Linked DNA regions of Rattus norvegicus: all the other regions are linked to region 3. Evidence: chromatin contacts called from public Hi-C data. All regions are on one chromosome and are shown on one strand. The core of a region is the stretch at or near the end of the contact, and the rest is flanking DNA. Distances in the headings are between cores, read along the strand shown. Region 1 has its middle 30 kb from the start of Ypel5. Region 2 holds the start of Ehd3 (EH-domain containing 3). Region 3 has its middle 100 kb from the start of Capn13.

The links. Hi-C and Micro-C count contacts between places; a contact is called where the count stands out from the background.
Region 1: a contact with region 3 is called in a Hi-C map of Schwann cells, with 13 times the contacts expected there. The contact joins two enhancer-like sites. A contact is called at or near these places in 9 of 12 Hi-C or Micro-C datasets (the A7r5 cell line, the Rat2 cell line, Schwann cells and 5 more).
Region 2: a Hi-C map of Schwann cells shows a contact between it and region 3, with 3 times the contacts expected there. The contact joins the promoter of Ehd3 here to the enhancer-like site in region 3. A contact is called at or near these places in 1 of 12 Hi-C or Micro-C datasets (Schwann cells) and 1 of 1 datasets of contacts at active chromatin or transcription factors (oligodendrocytes).

The regions. Positions count from the first base shown.
Region 1 is chr6:28,391,388-28,394,733 of GRCr8, reverse strand. No RefSeq gene overlaps it. Among named protein-coding and RNA genes, the nearest start is that of Ypel5, 30 kb to the left of the region's middle. Within about 2 kb of position 1,608, at least 8 of the 93 cell types and tissues checked have an H3K27ac peak or open chromatin away from gene starts, as enhancers often do. A contact at or near this core is called in Schwann cells, where this site is marked.
Region 2 is chr6:27,416,083-27,419,032 of GRCr8, reverse strand. It overlaps Ehd3 (EH-domain containing 3), which reads left to right and starts at 1,588. Exons shown (of 6, transcript NM_138890.3): 1 at 1,588-2,209. The coding sequence starts at 1,983.
Region 3 is chr6:27,926,284-27,929,626 of GRCr8, reverse strand. No RefSeq gene overlaps it. Among named protein-coding and RNA genes, the nearest start is that of Capn13, 100 kb to the right of the region's middle. Within about 2 kb of position 1,581, at least 7 of the 93 cell types and tissues checked have an H3K27ac peak or open chromatin away from gene starts, as enhancers often do. A contact at or near this core is called in Schwann cells, where this site is marked.

The DNA of each region.
Region 1 (3,346 bases), core at 359-2,858, 470 kb before region 3:
CTTTCCTATCTTTCTCCTCTGTGAGCACTTAGCTTACAGTGGCCTCCTGAAGAGTCAACAGCAGAACCCTTTACAGGTTGCAGAAAACAAAGGCCAGCTCCTATTTGATTTTCCGCAGGGAGGTAGGGTCTTCAGAAGCCTCCAAATGGTCCACCATCCCCTGAGCATAGAAAACAGCGGCCTGGTAACCTAATAACATTGTCTTCCTCTCAGAAGTGGAAGGAATTAGTCTCTGTGTCGATCAGAAGATGCTGCCTTCATTCATTTCTTTTCTCTCCCACTTGAAGATTTTTCTGCCATTGCCACACAGCTGATGTTACCTTGGGAGACAGAGGACTGGTAGAAAATCCACACCACCTGGGTCTACATCCCCAGTCGCCCTGTCCTTTCTTGGTCTGGCTATATAATCCTGCTGTGTCTTAGCCTCCCCACCTGTAAAATGGGGCTGATAGAACACACCTCTTCAGCTTGTTGTGTGATGAAAGGGGTTGGGACCTGTAGAATATTCAGAAGAGCACGTGACACACGGCCAGTACTAATTGCCGATGACTGTCTTTAGCTTCCATGCATGTCTTTTTTGTGGTCTCTCATAGAGTCTGGATTATCTTTAAGATGGACACATTTAAGCTAGTCTTCCCCTCTTCCACCTGCATAGAAGTGGCCACCTTTAGCTATGTAGCAGTGTCACAAGACATAAAGCAGGGCCAGTAATGTGTGAGGAACCTCAGGAACGGGTCTTCATTTGAGGAGGGCTGTTCTTGCAGATGCCAGTCCTGGTTTCCTTCACTCACAGAAATTTGACCATTTTCAGCACCTAAAAGGAGTCAGAATAGAACCACACGTGTGTCCAGGAAGGCACAAGTCCATCGCTGAGTGTAACAGAGATGTTTTCGCTATGTTGTCATAAGTGGGCTTTTTGGACATTTGTCCTTTGCTTTGCTGTCAACCTTTCCCCACCGTGTATACCTAAGGGGCCAACTCCTGCTGCTGACAACTCATAAGGAGCCCTTGAGTCTCAGGTTGGGGTGCAGTCGCCTCTAGGAGGCGTGGCTAGCTTGATGGCAAACAGCTTCTTCATTTTCCTTGGAGGGAAAACATTTAAGAGTGTACTTCCAAGGTTCAGTGCTCATCTAATAACAATAATAATTACCTTAATGTTCCTCAATAGGGGATTAGTTAAACAAATTAGGGTACATTCATAGTACACGATGCAGCCATTAAATTAAACGAGGTAGAACAATACTGTACTTCATTAATCCTCACTCCACTCAAAATCTCTACTATGTTGGGGGGGAGGCGTGGGTTTTACAGTGGGGGTGAGTACTGTCAAGGATCTGGGAACTCAAAAGTCAGCGTCCAATACTTCTTGTGCTAAAGTCATATGCCTGGATGTGAGCCAAAGTTGCATTTTAATCCTGGCTTGAAAGAGGAGAGAGATGACCCAGCATGCACCAGTTTCCTGGAACACCATTGGAAAGCTGAGGGGACATTGCAGAGACAAAGGCTACAAGTAGAATTATAATTTCTGTGGCACAGTATGATTAAGAACTTGGTGTTCTAGGTGGAGAGCAAGTATGAGTCACTCGACTGAGGAAGCCTCTAAGATTCCTTGTGAACTCTGTGTCAGCTGGTCAGCATGGTTCAAAACCATTACCAGCTGCCAGCTGGTGGACTTGGCTGTCACTGTGGTACTGAACATCTGGGAAGCCTGAGGAGACGGAGGAAGGATTAACAGGGGTGCCGAACTGTGGAACAGACAGAGCTTGAGAAGGGCAAGGTCATGTGCCATGGAAGTGGCACAAGGTTAGCTGGCACCAGAAGAGGCATGACATCATCGGAGGGAACATTTTCAAAGTCCCACCCAAGAGGAAGTTAGCAGTCTCTGGGCTGAGGGAGAAGCTGAGAAGTCATTATGGAATAGGTCACACTTAACACAGATCTGAGTAGATGGCATGGGGACTGATGGGTTGGATTTATAACCTCACGACAGGGACCCAAGAACAAGACTGGGATGGCTCTGCCTGTCCTCACCAAGCTTATGCAGTGACGAAGGCATCTTGGTTTCTTTCTGCAAAATAATACACACTGGGTAGCTTACAGACAACAGGACCCACTCCTCACAGTTCCAGAGGCCAGGAGGTGTAAGACTAGGAGATGATGTGACTGGGTTCTGCTAAGGGCTTTCCTCTGGGTTGTAGATGACTGTCTTCTTTCTGCATCCACGAGCGGTAGAAGAGTAAAGGGAGTTGGTCTCCTTGGTCCTCCAATCAGTCCTGTTAATGGGGATCAAGTCACCTCCAGACAGCTGTCACCTTGAGTGTTGGGATCCCAGCATGTGAGCAAGAAAGGCACTGACACCCCGACTATGACAAATAGTGAGTTGCCTGGCTTGCTACCCTCACTGCTGCACTGAGCTATGGCTTCTTGGGAAGGACAGTGAACCGAGGAAGGAAGAATCGATTTTACCTAGCAGTATGTAGGACTAGCAAATGAAGCTCTGTCGTGACACGTTCAGATGGGCCTCAAGTTGGAGCCAAGACAAACATGGCTGCCCAGTGAGAGGCAGACCCCAATATTCAACACCTAGGTAGGAATAGACAAGTGGGCTCAGGTTCATTGAACGTGAGTCTCGATTTGCTTTCTCTCTAGCAGAGTACCCAAGAAAGAGAATTACAATCTTGACATTTCACTTTCTTGTACCTGAGCACATGTGTGTGGGACAACTTTAAATTGAGGGGATTACAAATACCTCACAACAAATGAACGCAATACTTTCCAGCACAGAACAATAATGCTTTACGGTGTCCATGGCTCAGAAATTCAGAGCATGGCACAGACAGGAAGTCTTGTTCCCATTTTACAAGCATCTCTAGATCTTAGAAGGCTGGCAGCTGGAATCTCCAAGAGTAGATCCTTCTCAACCATCCTAATGCTGTGACCCTTTCACACGGTTCCTCTGTCGTGGTGACCTCCAACCATAAAGTTATTTTTGTTACTACTTCATAACTGTAACTTTGCCACCATTATGAATTGTAATGTAGATATCTATGCTTTCTGATGGTCTTTGGTATCTCTTGTGAAAGTGTCCTTCAACACCACACACACACACACACACACACACACACACACACACACATACACATATGCACAAAGACGATACAACCTACAGGTTAAGAACCACTGATCTACAGGCTGATCCAACCTTAAATCTATAAGGATGCTGGCCACAGCTGAAGTGACAGACACCAACATTCCACTTACTGTGAGGCTGAGTTCTAAGGTCAAGGGTCTTAGGAAAGAAAGCCAGGCTGACTCCTTTCTATGACTGTGTGGAAGTCACACTAAA
Region 2 (2,950 bases), core at 339-2,838, 510 kb after region 3:
AGTCTGAATGGTTTCTCTGTACTGGCTTCGGTGCTCAGAAGAAGATAGTCCACTCTTGGGTTCAACAAGAGTGTTGGGAGACCTGAACTAAGGAAATTCTATTCAGCACCACCCTCAGTGGTCCCCCCAGAAATCCCACCGTGTCAGCAAGCCCCTCCTCTACCTACTAATCCTGCCCCCTTGCCAATTTCTTCAGTCACTGCACGAACTTTTGGAACTGTCTGGTTCCCAGCAGAAGAAAAATCTGAAACCTCCCTTGGCTTTGGGTCACCTCCCTTTCCTCCCTCACTGTTTATCAGACTATCAATCCTACCCAGAGTCTCCTGACTCTAATCTCCTCTGTTCTCCCACTGCTGCTGTTCCCTGACGTTCTGTACAGTTTCACAGCCTCTACTCCTCCAGATGATGCTTCCAGACTCCCCAGATTGATCTAGTCCATTAGCTCTTTATCTTGTTTGCGGAAGGGAGGGCAGTGGGAGCCCTCTGCCTTAGGAGAGAGGAATAGTTTGCCACCTCCCTGGTTAGAATAGTGCTAGGACTGTCATTGACTTTGTTCACTGTTGTTGTCCCACCCTTTGCCACACCTGGCTGATCTTCCCCAGAGGGGAGCTACAATTTTGCGATGAAATGGTGCTTCCTGAGATCTCAGCAGCCCCAGCAGCCCCAGCAGCCCCCGCGCTTGGTGAGCATTATGTTAATATAGCAATTATTGGTAATGATATTTTTATGGGTTTCTCATTTTTTGTTTGGCTCCTATCTTGGTGTGTGCATCCTTCTATGCCTTTTCATGATCTACCTTCTTGAACGCAGCTCTGCTAAACTCTTTGCACCGCTCTGAATTCTCTTTATGAATTTTACTTGGCCTCAAATGCCTTCCGGTCTTCTCTCAGCTCATGCTTGAAGAGACATCTCACAGCCTTGTGTTTCCTGTGACACTGTCAAATTGACCACGAAAAAACAAAAGATGGTTCCCTTTTCCATGTCTCCTGTCTGCTGTAATTCCACCCTGCTGCATCTCCTAAAAAGACTCAGCTTTGTATGCAGTTGTGTGCAAATTAAGTCGCTGCCCCCAAAACACTACCTGCCTGTGTGTGTGTTGCTGGTTTTACCTATTTCATTAGGCGCGTGGGGGGAGGGCGGTGAGAAAGAGGGAAAAACGGTTTATGTTTTTCACTTCACCTCAGGCCTAGTGAAAAGTTTAGTTACTGCTATTTTTGTTTATGTCACTTGTCAGGGGCACCTTGTTTCCATGCCCCAAGGAAAATACAGTAGAGTTTTCCCCCAATTGTCCCCAATACTAGTATCCCTGGGGAACTGACCTCAGCGACCAATGGAACTGAGTCTCAAAACCTTAGAGTAGGCCAAGGCTGTCTTAGTCGCCGCCCTTGAGAGGGCGCTGCTCCCAAGTCCAATCCCCAGGGCTGGGAAAGAAATGCCTGCGCTTTCCCACAGGACTCTGGCAACAGCGCTTTGCAGATAGAGTCCGCGCGGCCGCAGAGTGCCTGCCCACAGACATGGCGGCGCCCGGCTTGGCTTCGCGTCGCCCTGACCGTGGGGCTGGCCGGGCTTTGCCAGTTCTCAGGGACTTCCTGCACGTCTAGCATTTAAACGAGCGCCGGGGGCGGCGGGATGCTGCTGCGGATGCGGAGCTGTGTGCGCCTCCACCTACTCCCAGCAGCCTGGACACCGCAGCAGCGGGGCTCCAGAATCCTTTAGCCACCTAACTGGGGAGACCCAGAACTCATGCTTCGGCTTCCCGGCAGGTTCGTCTTTAATTTCCAAGGTTGCAGTTCTCCTGACACGATCCGCAGCATCCTCTTCCCCAACCCCGCTGTGGATGAAGCTGGGGCTGGACTGGATCCAGCAGCTGGGGCAGCCCCGGCCATGGTGTATCTGAGCCCCGAGCTCTGGTAAGGCAGCTGTGGCGGCGTGGTTCGAGCTAGGCGGGTGCCACTCCCGGGAGCCTTCTTCCAGCTGCCACAATGTTCAGCTGGCTGGGTAACGATGATCGCCGCAAGAAGGACCCTGAGGTCTTCCAGACCGTGAGCGAGGGGCTCAAGAAACTCTACAAGACCAAGCTGCTGCCTCTGGAAGAGTATTACCGCTTCCACGAGTTCCACTCGCCGGCCTTGGAGGATGCTGATTTCGACAACAAGCCCATGGTCCTGTTGGTGGGCCAATACTCTACTGGCAAGACCACCTTCATCAGGTGAGCCGCATCTGGGTGCTGAGCCTTCTGGGTTACGTGAAAAGTCTTCCATTAAGGGTTCTGAAGAAATCCCTGTGGGAGGCCTCAAAACTTGACCCTGCTGCCAAGTACCCCATTGAGTCCTACATGATGTCCTTAGCCCTGGTCATTTTGAAGCATTCAACTTAAGAATCCTCCCTGTTGTCTGGTTTACCTTTGCAGCTGAGTTAGTTGTTCTCATGGTCGCAGGCCTGGGAATGGGGGGTGAACTGGAGACCCTGGGGTCACTCGTTCTTTATCATTCTTCCTTCTCTCTGACAGCGCTTTTAGGTCTGTTCTGAGAGAAGAGAAGCAGGATACTTTTAATAGATTTTCTTCTTTGATCGTAATAGTTCAATAATCCTATTAAAGCTCACAGAAGTAGAGGAGATGCTGAGAGGCCTCATCCGGCCCTTGACTTTGCAGATGAGATAGAGTTGACAGGAGGGTAAGCGATGTTTTAGAGCCTCAGGGATGAATGCAGCCCTAGGTGTGTGTGTGAAAATGTTAGCTAAGTGCCTGTGACGTTATCCATTGAATGATAGAAATTGGGGGCTGCAAGCATTCAGAGAGAGTCAGAAATATCCGTGTCTCTGAAGAACAGGCCTCTCTCCATCTTCAGTGTATGCAATCTGTAAGGCCAGGCTGCCTTTTTCAAAGGTTGAGGGGTACACATATTCCAAGGGTTGGTTGCTTATGGCCCTATGCATTGAGAGTCACACT
Region 3 (3,343 bases), core at 332-2,831:
TCTTTTCATTGGGATCCACGATGGGGAGCTACAGAGAAGACCTTTGCCTACAGAACCGCTGTCTAATCTTCCGAAGAAGGCCAGTGGGTGGCAGGCCCCAGGCTAGATCCAGCCATGAGGGCCCCCACTCCATTCTTAGCTCTTCTGAGGCATCCCAGTGGGGCCTGGATGCCCAAGAGCTTGAGAACCAGACGCAGCTGGCCTCCTTGCAGGATGGGGAGTGGTGTCAAATTCCCTTGTCCTGCCTCCTAGAGCCCTGTGGTGGAGGGGATGTGGAACCCCAGTCTAAGCCTACAGCAGTTCTCAAGGGATGGAAACAGCAGTTATGGCTGCTCTGGGTTATACACAGAGTTTTTAGTAATCTGTTGCTGTGAAGAGACACCATGACCATGGCAACTCTTATAAAGGAAACACTGCATTGGAACTTGCTTACAGTTTCAGAGGGCTTGTCCCATTTTCATCATGACAAGGAGCACAGTGGCACACGGGAAGACATGGTGCTAGAGAAGTGCCTGATAGTTCTAAAGCCAGATCCCGAGGTAGCAAGAAGAGACACTGGTCCCGGCTTGAAACCTCAAAGTCCACTTTCAGTGACACACTTCCTCCAATAAGGCCACACCCACTCCAACAAGGCCACACCTCCTAATCCTTTCAAATAGTGCCACTCCCTGGTGACCAAGCATCCAAACCTAAGAGCCTGCAAGGGGGTCATTCTTATTCAAACCAGCACACCCAGCTAACTCTAGTTGTTTTCTATGACCTAGCATTGCTTTAAGCTCAGAGAAGACCTTGTTCTTCAAAGTTTTCCTTTCCTTATTTCAGAGAGGAAGAACTGAGATCCTTAACATCACACATGAGCATTCCCCTGAGAGCCATCAGAGCACAAAGGGGAAGAGAGCGGGGCTTCCTTAGCTGGCAGTGTGCCTGATTCAGGAATACCACACACAGGTCTGAGCCTTTGTCCTACCCTGCTTTCAAGGGTGCTTCAGCCTGACCAGCTGCCCTAGAAGCTCCAGCAGGGGCACATGTTTGTACATGTGGCTGGCTCAGGGATTTCCCCCAGGAATGCTTAGGATGAAGGGATTAGAGACTGAGTTGCAAATGCAGTGGGTAAAGGGCTCAGTAAAAGAGAGTTGGAGGGAATTTCTTACAATCCGTTTTGGCTTTTGGCAAAGAACACTTTGAGAATGGAAGACATTCTTTTGGGCGATTCAGGGGTTCATCTCTCCTAGTGTCCACACCAAGCATCACACAAGGTCAGTGCTTTGGATGATGGGACATTTCCAGGAGCCTGGTCTCTTGGCTGCTCCATTCTGTCCTTCTGTCTTATTCTCCTCATTGGTGAAGGACGATACTGCACTCACAGAGAAGACCAGTATGGTAGGGAAAATAGCCTAGCCAGCAGATTTGAAGATTGGACTTGCTTGGTTCCTGGTCCTCCCGGTCGGCGGCTGCTTCTATCAGAGACCCTTTTCATTCCTCATAAAGCCAAAGCCCTTGAGCTTCTGTTTGTGAGAAGTGCTCCCTATACCCGAGTGCAGTAAGAACCCAGCAAACAGCCTGTGGTTACTGTTACTCTGGCTCTGTCACAGAGTAACATCTGCATCCTGGGAAAGGAACAGCTTGCAAAGAAACGCTCTGGTTCCGTGGCCCGTGCTGCCATCTGGAGGTCGTGGTGAAGAAGATAAAAAGAACCGGAGATGAAGAAAATGAAAGGATATTGATCACACTACTAGACGTAGCATAATTGTCTTGGCACAGAACCGGCACTTGTGGTGATTCACCCCACCTAATGATTAGATTCAGAACCTCGCTAAATAAAGGGACATCGCCTCTGTCACTTGGTCTTTACGACCCAGCCAGATGGAGATTTATCCCCTCCTCTCCCTAGATGAAACACAACAAAATCCAGGAATGTTAAATACCACCCTAGGACCACATGGCCAGTAAAAGAGTTACAGTTGGAAACTAAGTCCATGCTTAGCTGTAGTGATAACTTTGGTTTCTTTTAAATGGCAGTTATGAGAATATGATTTTGTTTTAATCTCAGGTGTGGGATGTGGGGACGTCTCAGTTTGTCCACAGCAGATAACTACCATTGTCTCATGCTCTGGGGCAGAGGATGGGATAGTTGTAGTTAGTTTGATTATGGGGATTCTGGAGAGGGTATAGACGGGAGAGCGCTGAGGGACCCTGAGGCAGCTGCTGCTCACCCTGCTGCTGCACCTCCCTCACCCCCACCCCCGACCCCCACCTCCAGTCTCTGCTGCTGGCTCCTGCTGTTGCATATGCTGGGTTGCTGGATACCAGGTATTATGGTGATGAAGATTGGATTTCCCCCTAGAAACCTGATGCCCATAATAAGCAGGAAGTAGTGTAAAGAGGTCCATGCCCCCTTCCCCCTCTAACCTTCTTTCTCTCCTTCCTAGTGTTGGGGGCTTGGAAGGGATTAGGGTAGAACAAGGGTTGGAAGGGAGGCAGAGAGAGGTATAAGAACCCAATAATGTAGTTAAACAAGCGTGCCAACACTTGTCCCTCTATATTATGCCTTCTCTAGAGAATCTCTGGATCCCTCTACCACAGTGGTTCTCAACCCTACCCCTTCAAATGACCCTTTCGCGGGGGTCACCTAAGACCAGGGAAAATACAAATACTTATATCATGCTTCATAGTAGCAAAATTACAATTATGAGGTGGCATCAAAAGTAATTTTATGGCTGGGGGTTACCACAACATAACTATTAAAGGGTCACAGCGCTAGCAAGGGCAAGAACGGCTGCTCTACAGGCTCTGGGCTAAGGGAAGCATCTGGCAGGAAAGACAGGTGTGGCCAAAAAGGAAGACGCGAGCAAAACAAAGATCTGTAGTCCAGGAAGCATCACGCCTGTTCTGGCTTCGAGTTGCCCTCACAGCAAAGACAGGAGACAGATCGGCGGTGGACAGATACCACCGCTCTGCAGTCCCCAATGCAGTCCAAACGTGGGCCGAAGACTCACATTTACAGCCCCACAACATGACTGGTTCAAGAGTCAAGAGAGGGAAAAGCACAGCAGCTCTGGGGCAGGGGAAGATGGAGATGTCTATGTTTGCAGTTTTGCACAGTGTGCCTTTCCTTTTTCTTCCAGTGCACCGACATGTCATTAAAAACAAACAAACAAACAAACAAACAAACAAAAAACCATGTGTATGCTGTCACAAGAGAAATGATCCTTAGATGCTGCTTAGCTCATAATTGGGCCCTGGAAATGTGTTGACAGAAGGAAGGAATCCCTTGCAGGGAAACTGAGGCAACAGAGAGGAAAGACATTATTACAAAGCCATACATTTAAACATGAAGTCAGCA